2 separate regions of the Sus scrofa genome follow, and region 1 is linked to region 2. The links are chromatin contacts, called in public Hi-C maps. All regions are on one chromosome and are shown on one strand. The core of a region is the stretch at or near the end of the contact, and the rest is flanking DNA. Distances in the headings are between cores, read along the strand shown.

Region 1 (5,615 bases), core at 1,231-3,730, 57 kb after region 2:
CTGTCACTGCAGTGGTTTGGGTTGCTGCCATGGTGCAGGTTCAGTCCCCGTCCTAGGAACATTCACATGCCGCAGGTGTGGCCAAAAACAAAAAAAATAAGCTTTGGTATCATCTTTTTCATAAATCTTTCCTTGACCATTTGACCTCATCAGGTAAGGATGATAATTTCCTACTTTTTTCCTGGTTACCTCTTGCTTTGGTTTTTCTACTTCTCCATCTCTTGATCCCCTCTCTGTGTCTGTCCTTTTCTCCCGCCCATGTATCAGCAGTTCTCTAACTAATTGACTCTTACTCATATATTACCACCTGGGACCATTTTTTCATATAGTTTGTCCATTTTTAGTTTTGGTGGTTTCAAGCAGAAGAATAAATCTGGCCCTCAAGTTGGGGCTTTTAGAAGAGTGGTACTGAGAATTATGGACCTATGGAGTCCGTCCACTCCATTTGCTCCATTCTGGATTACTGCCTAAAGACACACCCACGTCAGGGTGGTAACGCGTGGTGGTCTCTGAGAGGCAAGAGAGAGTGTGTTACTTTAGACCAAATAGCTTTTAAAATGGAGATGCAGACATCCATTGTCTCTTACTTCCCAGAATGTCTCTCAGTTTCCCAGTGGCTGTCTACCTCTCAGTACAACCTGTCTAGTCAGTTCTTTCTTTCTACACCACTTCACATGACCTTCATTTTTCTAGTACAGCCTCCCATTTCTCCTGAAACTCAATCTTTGCTTTTCTTTTGCAGAGAAATTCAAGTTCTTTATCCCTTCAGGCCTTGTCCAGGAGGGAGCTTCTCTTTCAATTGTCAGAGGCTACCCCAGAATTTTCCTAAACAAAGAACATGCCCTCCAATAGGAATTTACTGAGTTCTGAGAAATCGGGCTGCCACACTTTGTTTGGCAAGTTGCAGAGCTCCTAGCACCTGCAGACATGCAGATTGTTGGAATTTCTGCAATACCTGAGAAGGACTGTGTTTTTAGTGTTGGGTTGTTTTTGTTTTTGTTTTTTTGCTTTTTAGAGCCACACCCACGACATATGGAGGTTCCCAGGCTAGGGGTCAAATTGGAGCTGTAGCCGCCAGCCTACGCCAGAGCCACAGCAACACCAGATCCGAGCCGCGTCTGCGACCTACACCACAGCTCACAGCAACACCAGGTCCTCAACCCACTGATCGAGGCCAGGGATCGAACCTGCAACCTCATGGTTCCTAGTCGGATTCGTTTCTGCTGCGCCACAACGGGAACGCCTTGGTGTTTTAACTTGTTATAGTTTCCCATTACTAATAGTCTTGTGCTGATTAATTAATACAAGGTCATCGTTCACTTTTACTTTGATCATTTTGTTCTTATGTAATTGCTTTGTTGCCATCTTGACTGCTGTTTTATTCCTTACCAGTTCTTTTCCATAGAATTTTGTCCTTAGAAAGTAGAGCTTGAGTAGTAGACAGGCTGCAGTGGCAGTTGCTCCAGCATTGAATAGAGGTAAGTCTAGACTTACACAATTGTAACACGAGATACGATGTAATTGAGTAATGTGAGACAGACAGATAAAACGCTTCAGGAGTTTAGAGATTCTTGGAGGTGAGATTGCAGTTCCTTTGGGGCGGGGGACATGCTTGCAGCATGCAGAAGTTCCTAGGCCAGGGATTGAACCTATGCCACAGCAGCAACAACACTAAGCTACCAGGGAACTCCGTTTCTGCAACCTACACCACAGTTCACGGCAATGCCGGATCCTCGGCCCACTGAGCAAGGCCAGGGATCGAACCAGCAACCTCGTGGTTCCCAGTTGGATTTGTTAACCACTGCGCCACGATGGGAACTCCAGCGTTTTCCTTTTTTTTATAGCAATGAGATTGTAGTATTATGCATTTCCTTTAATGTTAATTTGTTCTGTAAGTGTCGCACTTCATTCAAAATTCAAAAGCTACAAGTTCAGTTCCCACCCCAGATAGTGCTGCCAAGTATGTTCCCTTGCAGAGATGACTTCACCTGCTCCCTTTTGTTTTTCCATAAATAATGTCATAATTTATACTCTGTTCCTTGCTCTTTCATATGTTCTGCATTGAATGATGTGGTTCAGGTGCTACCTCAGGTGTGTACTAGCTTTCTGCCTGGCTGAAGTATGAAGCTTCTTATGAGAATCTAGTGACCTGAAGGCAGATGTCCAGTAGTGATGTCCAGTTCCTCTGTGTGATGTCCTGGGCTAATGACCTGAGGTCCCAAGGGCTTGAGGGCAGCTTGGCAATACCCAGTCTTTTAGCTCCCCCTGGCTTAGCTGAGCCTTGGGGGCTTATTGGCTTGAGTATCCGGTCGGACCTGTATATCCCCTTCGGTAGCTCTTGACATGCTTCCTTTTCAGTTCCTTTCTGAATCTTGACTGCTGGAGAAGTTCCTCATTGCTGAGAGTAGCAGTTAAAAAAGCTGTCAGCCACGTGGCCGGGCTCCTATTTCTGCACAGCCAGGCTGAGTTATAGCTTGGTGGTGTGGATCCAGGTAGGAGTCGGTCAACATTCTGAATCCTGAGCTGCCATCTGCCTTGCAGCCTGCTGGGATGCTCAGTTTAGACAACATATAAAGTTTCCTGGGTATGGGACAAACCCAGGCCTATGGAAAGAGCAGGAAGGTTAAAGTGTGCAGTACTTTGAGCAGTGACGAAGGCGTAACCACGGAGCTGACATGTTTGCTCCAATGCCAAGAATTCCAGGACAATTTGTTATCCAGCTAAAGCCAGTGTAGTTGCTATAAAAAAGAAGCCTGGGGACAAACACTTTTTCCTTGTTTTTTGTATTCCTGCATACCCACTCTACTTTCTGTAGCAAAGGTTACGGATGTCAAAACCAGAAATACCTCATCGTATTTGCACTTCTCTTTCTTGCAAGAGAATAAGAGGCTGGGCTCACGTCAAAGCATGACTCTTAAGCACTGAAGGTTATCAGCAGCTTCCTGAAAGGGCTTGACAAATGCTGACATTTTACTCCGAGAAACTATTGTTGCAGGGGCTTAGGAAAATACTAGGTTTTGTCAAGAATTATTTCACCAGACTGCCTAGCCCTAAAGCATCAATTGCCTTCTCTTCTTTTCTTAAAATTTTATGACACAGAAAGGAAATAAAAACTTGGCCTGTCTGATCTGCCTAAACCCATGTCGTTTGAGACTGGTATCCCAGAACCTCACAGGCAGGTGTATGAATGGGCTAAAAATTGTTGCCTACCTTATTTTGGTACCAGTGATATTCTCAGGACTCCTTTCAGGAGCAAGGGTGGGAGATGTAGTTTTCAGTGGGTCAAATACTAAACAATGAGTAGTTGTAAAATACAATAGGAAAAGCAGTTTGGGGCAGCATTGTTACGCTTAGTGGCGAGGAGCGATGAAAAGTCAGTGGCCTTACGCTGACATACTCCCTAAAACTTTAGTGTGTTTTTCTACAGTGTAGAGTTTTTCTGACATACAAAGTATTCCTTTTTTTCATTTTGCATAGTATTAATGCAAATATTTTTCCCGTATTGTTGCATACTCTGAAAATACCAATTCTAACAGCAGCATATTGTTCCTGTGTTCTGAGTTTGCTTCTCCCCATTGAAAAGGTTTGTTTCGCAAAAGATTTTTCTAGGCTATTTATAGGACAGATTTCTTTGTCCCCCTAATGTATTATGTCTGTCTCTAAACTTTAAATGGCTGTTTCAAACCACTTAGTCAATCTTTGTAATTCAATTAAATTATTAAAATGTAAGTCCCTCCCAAAAGCATAGTCAATGACGACATTCTGGCATACACACTTGCACACTGGAAAGCTCTCTTTGGCCGACCTGATGTCAGTGTAACTGGCACTGGTGCCCAGCAGAAGAGTTCACCGGCATTTAGCAAAGCCTTTCTGGAGAGAATTCTAGGTATGTCGTTTTAAAGTCTTGGAATTCTACATCTTAAGACAGACGTACACGGGGGGTGGCTGTCTCAGAGCCTGGAGATCAGATTTGAAAGGAAACGCCCTTTGTCTTTCTTAACTCTAGCTGGGCTGCGGTGTGTCTTGGGAAGAGTAGAGGCAGGGAATATAATCCACCTCCTGGCACTGGCACACCGGCTGACCTTTAACAAGGCACTCCCTTTTTCTGGACCTCAGTTTCCATATCGTCAAAGAGGTGACTGAATGAGAAAAATAAATAAGGCTCTTTCAGCTGGAATGTTTTCAGCTTTTTTCCCCCGACAATTTGTTCTAACCACATTCGTCCTAACCACATTCGTCCTAGTTTGACATTTATATTTTTCTATAGTCAGCTGCTCCGTCACTGCAAGAGGGCACCCCTAGCAGGCTAGATTTCTATTTCAACTTAAATGAAGTTATGCTGGAGACCAGAGTGCTAGCTCTTGAGGACTTTCCAAGGGTTGTTCTGGAAGAGGAAATCTAGCCCACATCACTCCAGGGGACTAATCCCTGAATAATGTCCTCTGACACACACACATATTTTCTGATGTTTCTCTTGACCTTGGAACCAGTTAAAGACTGTACAGAATGCTCAATGAATTCTGACAGACTCCAGCAAGGAAGTCCCTCCCATCCTTGGCTTTTCCACGATGTGAGGTTGCTAATAGCGGGTTCTTCAGCTGCTAGAGGCAGTTTAAGGACGTCTCCCCTCGTCTTACTGCTCTTCTGTTTCTCTCCGCTGCAACTCAGTTTTTGTGATGTTTATGGTCAAAGGGACTTAGACTCTTTTTGTTCTGAAGGTGCACAAAAATTAGTGGCTTGAACCCTAGATTGGGAGAGTGGCTTCTGGTTTTATGTCCTTGCACATGTCACATTTTCTGGGTCTCAGTGTCTTCCTGGTAGAAATTAAAACAATGTTTCTGGAAAGGACCATTCCTCCAGTTCCATGGATGAGAATTTGCTCCTAGCTTTAACATGGCCCCAGAGCACTCTGGGAGCACAATGGGCACTTATTCATCCCTATTGGACAGTGTGACTCAGTGTGGCCCTGCTTGAGTCACATATTCAATATTAATTGTCAGTGGGTGTGTGTCACCAGGGGTTGCCAGAAGCCCCTGCTGTTTACTCACAAAGCCAACAGCCTGACAGGACAGGGCCAGCAGCTGCTAGAGTCAGCAGCCAGCGAGAGGAGCAGAGGCACTCCTCAGGAAGGAGACTCCGTGGGAGTTTGTGCAAGCAGAGAGGTGAGGGATTTGAGCTGACCTTACAGAAATCGCGTTCTTATTGGTTGGAGGTGGATGTCTACACTGTAGGCTCCCTGACTCTTCGTTGCACATTATTTGGATGGACAACAGGTCTCCCAACTCAAAAGGTCTCTAGGGACCAGGGAGCCAGCAGCCATTCTCTTGTGTGAGCCTCAGCACCCAGGGCAAAACAGAGCCCGTGTGGAGGAGAAAACACACCTCCCCTCCAAGCTCCCTGGCATCATATTTGTGCAGCCCGTTCATGTTACCCGGGAGAGCTGCTGAGTTGGTTGAGTAGGTGTTTATCCCCTTAGCCAAGACTCCATTACCAGAATAAAGACCGAAGGAAGAATGCTTTTCCATAGGTCCTTCCAACAAGTCATATGGCGGAGGAGGAAACTGAGGCTCAGAGTTTAAGTTACTTTCCCAAAGTCGCACTGCTGGTAAATGGCA
Region 2 (5,248 bases), core at 352-2,851:
CTTTTTTTCCTGTCAAATTTTCCCATCTGGATTTTGCTGATTGAATCCCCGTGGAGTCAATTAATAAGACTTTTTTTTTTTTTTTTTCCAGCACCAATGGCACATGGAAGTTCCCAGGCCAGGGATTGAACCCAAACCTCAGCTATGATTTGCCATAGCTGCAGCAATGCTGGATCCTTAACCCACTGGGCTGGGCTGGGGGGCTTGTAATGGAGTCCCCACACCCCAGAGACAAGCAGGATCTTTAACCTGCTGTGCCACTGTGGGAACAGCAATACTTTAAAAATTACTATAATCTCATATATTAATATTTATGAGATCTGGTATGGCAATTTCTATTATGTTTTCAAAATTCAGATGCTCTTTCTCTTCCACATGAATTTTAGAATCAACTTGGCAAATTCCATGACAAAACCTATCAGGATTTTCATTGGAATTGCCTTGAACTTTTTTGGGGGTCGGGGGGTGTGCCCAGGGCATGAGGAAATTCCCAGGCCAGGGATCCACCCCAGACACAGCAATGAGAACGTGGAATCCTTAACCACTAGGCCACCAAGAAACTTTGTGCCTTGAACTTTTAACATGGAAAATTTACAGTATTATATATATCCCCATCTATTAATAAGGTATATACCCTTATTTAATTATTTTTATAGTTACTCAACGAAGTTTTCCCTTTAGAAAAATCTACTGTGAAGATCTTAGGTATATTTTTCAAAACTTTGTAGCCTTTCTTGTTATATGTGTTTATTTTGGCCTCCCACGCGGCAAATGGAGTTGCCTGGCCAGGAATAAGATCCTAGCCAAAGCAGCACTTGCGGCAAAATCACAATTCCTGACCCTGAACCCACTGTGCCCAACCGGGGATCCAATATCAGTCCCAGCGCTCTCAAGAGACCAATGATCCCACTGCACTACAGAGGAAACTGCTTTTGTTATTACGAACGTTCATCTTCTTGTTCTGTCCTTGCTATTATCCTCTAATTGACTACTGATGATGTATAGGACCAGACATTCTTAATTCAAATCCCATCTCCTCCACTTAAAAAATATGACTTTTGATGTTTATTCAACTTCTCTGGGCCTTTGTTTTCTCTTCTACAATACGACAGTAAAAAAGCTAAGGATGTAGATGGAATTAAAAGGGGAGGACCAAGCACCGCCAAATCACCGCTTTAGCCAGTAATATCAGGGCGTGGACTGGATAAAGAGTTCGAGAGACTCCACACTTGGCAGAGACTCCGGGGGCGAGTCTATATTGCATGCAGAGGACTCGATGTTAAAACGAAGTGAATTCTCGTGAATATTCAAAGCACTATGCATAACTACAGGGAGAATAATAAAAAAAAATGAGAAATTCTCTTCCGTGAATGTTTTGGGGAGGTCCAGGACGCACGCCGTTCTGTTACCTAAATTCGACCTCCACCTCTTCAGTTGGTAGTACCATCTTTCCCAAAGAGTTTGGAGCGAAGCATTCTGGGCTTTGTAGTAATTTCTTCTTTGGAATTATCCCTACCGACTCAGGCTCTTGTACTACATTTCCCAGAAGCCTCTGGGGCCGGTTGTTTGCTCGTCCCTCAGGCTGACTTCCGGCGCCGCTGAGATCTCTCGGGCCAATCGGGAGGCTGGGCTAGCCGGATCCTGGCTCTCTGATTGGTGCGTTTGACTGGAGAGTCTGGGTTCAAATTTTCAACGGTACTGAATGAATCCCGCGGCGGGTTTTCTGGGCGGTCGGTTGTCAGCGCCGAGGTGAGGTGAGCCGTGGGGAGAAAAGGGGAGCACCCAGGGCTCAGGGCAGGCTTCTCCCTGATTTCGAGCTTCTGGAGGTCGCCTCCCAGCGCTGCCTTGAGGGCCTGGCTTCTGGGAAAGTGTGCTGCAGGGGCGCCGTTCTGTCCTGCGTAGCGGGAGCCGGGCTTCCGGCCACCCTTCTCTTGGTAATAGGATTTCCCCGTGAAGTCCGTCCGGATCGGGTCTAGCGAGCTGTGTCTTCAGGTAGAGGCAGAGGCCGGCTTGGGAAATAGGTGGAAGGAGGAGTTGGGGGAGACTATGGGCTAAGGATAACGGTAACGACAATTATATTACCCAGCACACATGAAACAGGCGTTTATTGGACTAAGCACTGTTTTCTCATTTAATTTTCACCCAAAGCCGGTGAAGTTAGTGCTATTCTTATCCTTCTTTTATAGGGAGTAAACTGAGGCCTGTAATCTAGAAACATTTTGAGAAAAGGGTGATAAACTGTAGCCCCGCCCTCAAGAAGGCATTTAGCGGAGGAAAACAGCCACAGACAACTGCATTTCAGAACAACTGTGTAAGTTGGAAAGGTAAATGAGGTGGTGTGAGAACATAATTGAGGGCAAGTTTAATTCCACTTGGAGTTGTCTTTCTGTTGGGGGATTTAAAATTCATTGTTTTATCCCTGTCTGCCCAGCCCTTCCTCTTTGTGTGGAACCACTAGTTACTATTGCCTTTCTAATTTCCTATCCTAAAACATGTAGAGATTGAAGAGGGAAGGAAAAGTGAACCAGGCTATAATATTGTGGGATTGTTTTTTTTCTCCTGTTCTCTTTTTTTCCTTTTGTTCGCCCCCGGCAGCATATGTGCCACAGTTGGAACCCTTCCCTGGTTTCTAGATACATGGTTTCTTTTCTCACGACTTTCTAATATTCAAGTACCAAGCATTTCCTGCCAATCAGTCCTGCTTGGGACAAGACAGCATCTGAGTGCTCTACTGATTTCGCTTTATTTATTTATTTATTTTTTAAACTTATTATTATTTTGTCTTTTTAGGGCCAAACGAGGGGCATATGGAAGTTCCCAGGCTAGGGGGTCAAATAGGAGCTGTAAGCTCCTGGCCTATGCCGCAGTTCATGGCAATGCTGTATCCTTACTCACTGAGCAAGGCCAGGAATCAAACCCATACCCTCATGGATACTACTTGGGTTTGTTACTCCTGGGCCATAACAGGAACTCTCTGATTTTGCTTTAAGATCATTGCTTGGATTTCTCCCTGGTTCAGCCTTACCTTATCTTGCCATCCTATGGCCTGTCTTTGAATTTGTCTCACTCATCAGATGTCAACATTTGAACTATTTTCTGTGTTACTAAGGATATTTTTATGTTGTGATCTCAGTATATCACACCCCCTGTCCTGCTATCCCTAAATCAAACTTGGTTGTTTTGGAGTCATACTGTGAGTGTGTCTGTTCAGCATTAAGTTGTCACTCTTGGTTTCAAAATTATTGTGGTTCCCAGCTCACTCAGGTAATTAATTGACCTTTGAGGGTTGTACTCTGTGCTCAGATTGGTACTAGATGCTGTGCATATACAGATATGAGGTTTCTGCTATGCTTCAGGACAAAAGTCTGAATCAAATTGACAAGTGACAATTAGCACAAAACAGCATCTGAGTGCTCTGTTGTTTTGTACTGTAAGTGCCCTGGCAATTTAGAGGTGAGGGAGATCAAGGAGTCTTAAAAGGGACAAGGGTGAGCGTTCCCCGTTAGCTCAGTCTTAACCAGCATTGTCACTGCTGTGGCTCAGGTTCAATCCCTGGTCCAGGATCTTGTGCATGTCTCAGGCACAGCTAAGAAAAGACACACACAAAAAACAAAAAGCAACCCAAAAAACACCCCAAAACAGGCAGGAGTGGCTTTGGGAAGCAGGTAGGACACAAACTACTCTTGATAAAGTGAATTTAGTTAGAACTGAACTAGAACCATCTTGGTGCATGAAAATCTCTCATTCAATATCTGTTGAATTAGAAAGGCAAGAAGGCTTTATTTAAATTGACTACACAATTTCATATATGTGAAACTGAATTTATTGAAATAGGACGGCAAATTTGTTTAAACTTTCAAATTATTTATTTTAATTTTTTTCTTGTCCATCTCTTATTGATTTATTTATTTATATTTTTTCCACTGTATAGCATGAGGACCAAGTTACACATACATGTATACATAATTTTTCCTCCCATTGTTGTGTTTCGATGTAAGTATCTAGACATAGTTTTCAGTGCTACACAGTAGGATCTCATTGTAAAATTTCAAATTATTTAAATAAAACAGTTATTTTGGCCAGCCTTGTACTTAAGTCTATGTAGTCTAACCTTAGTAAAGTTAATTTATCCTGCAGCTGCAATTAAGCTTCTTCAGGAGACAGGATTATGTGGGAAGCTTCTTCATTTCTTGTTTAGGTACCAGAATAGGTTCAGCATTCTCCTATATTCCCTATATATTTTTTTCTTCATCCTTTCCTGGGTCTCTTCTCTAATTCTTTTTGGATTACTGGAGAAGAAAGCAGGTGGAGAGATTTAAATGTTCTTTGGCAAACTGAAACTGAATTTTCTTTGCCATGGGTAAAGTTAGGAAGCAGAATTGACTATAGGGAGATTGAACAGCCCAGTCAGTTCTGTGAATACATCTGTGTTTGAGACAGATCAGCAGCCCAAGGTACTTTGTGAAAAAAGTATAGATAACTGAGAGGGGTTCTGTTTTTGTCCAAGTTTTGGAGAAACTTGATTGGGGGAAGTTAAAGGTTATTGAGAGGGGTATAACATTTTTTGTAGGCACTTAGTTTAAAAATTTTTTATAAATTGCCATTTCTACTTTTTTATTTTTTACTTTTTATTTTTTTAAGGGCTGCACCCACTGCATATGAAAGTTCCAGGCTAGGGGTCAAATCGGAGCTGTACCTGCTGGCCTACACCACAGCCGCAGAACGCCAGATCCAAACTGAGTTTGCAACCTGCACCACAGTTGACGGCAATGCCAGATCCTTAACCCACTGAGTGAGGCCAGGGATTGAACCTGCATCCTTATGAACAATAGTTGGGTTTGTTACCACTGAGCCACAACAAGAACTCCCTTTTTTCCCCCTCGCTCTGCTTTTTTAAATTAAAAAAGGTAATAAAAGTTTTTTCATATTTTGAGTGTGCCTGCTATTTTTCCAGATGTTTGAATCGAATGGCAGTACACACTACCACCCATTGGTGTCATTGTTCGTAAATTGCAGGTTTTGGAAAGGTTGCTTTGAAGTGGGAGTGTGTAAGAGTTCCTGTTGTGGCTCAATGGGTTAAGAACCTGACTAATATCCATGAGGATTTGGGTTCCATCCCTGGCCTCGCTCAGTGCGTTAAAGGATCCAGTGCCCTGAGCTGTGGTGTAGGTTGCAGACTCGGCTTGGATCTGGTGTTGGTGTGGCTGTGGCAGAGGCTTGCAGCTGCAGCTCCAATTTTACCTCTAGC

Evidence for each region. Hi-C and Micro-C count contacts between places; a contact is called where the count stands out from the background.
Region 1: a contact with region 2 is called in a Hi-C map of skeletal muscle, with 2.4 times the contacts expected there. The contact joins the enhancer-like site here to the promoter of TPX2 in region 2. A contact is called at or near these places in 1 of 5 promoter capture datasets (fetal liver), 11 of 47 Hi-C or Micro-C datasets (embryonic fibroblasts, epiblast stem cells, fetal skeletal muscle and 5 more) and 1 of 2 datasets of contacts at active chromatin or transcription factors (skeletal muscle).

The regions. Positions count from the first base shown.
Region 1 is chr17:35,485,666-35,491,280 of Sscrofa11.1, forward strand. No RefSeq gene overlaps it. Among named protein-coding and RNA genes, the nearest start is that of MYLK2, 11 kb to the right of the region's middle. Within about 2 kb of position 2,481, at least 16 of the 83 cell types and tissues checked have an H3K27ac peak or open chromatin away from gene starts, as enhancers often do. A contact at or near this core is called in liver and skeletal muscle, where this site is marked.
Region 2 is chr17:35,429,670-35,434,917 of Sscrofa11.1, forward strand. TPX2 (targeting protein for Xklp2) reads left to right here and starts at 1,602. Exons shown (of 19, transcript XM_021078098.1): 1 at 1,602-1,754; 2 at 2,187-2,324.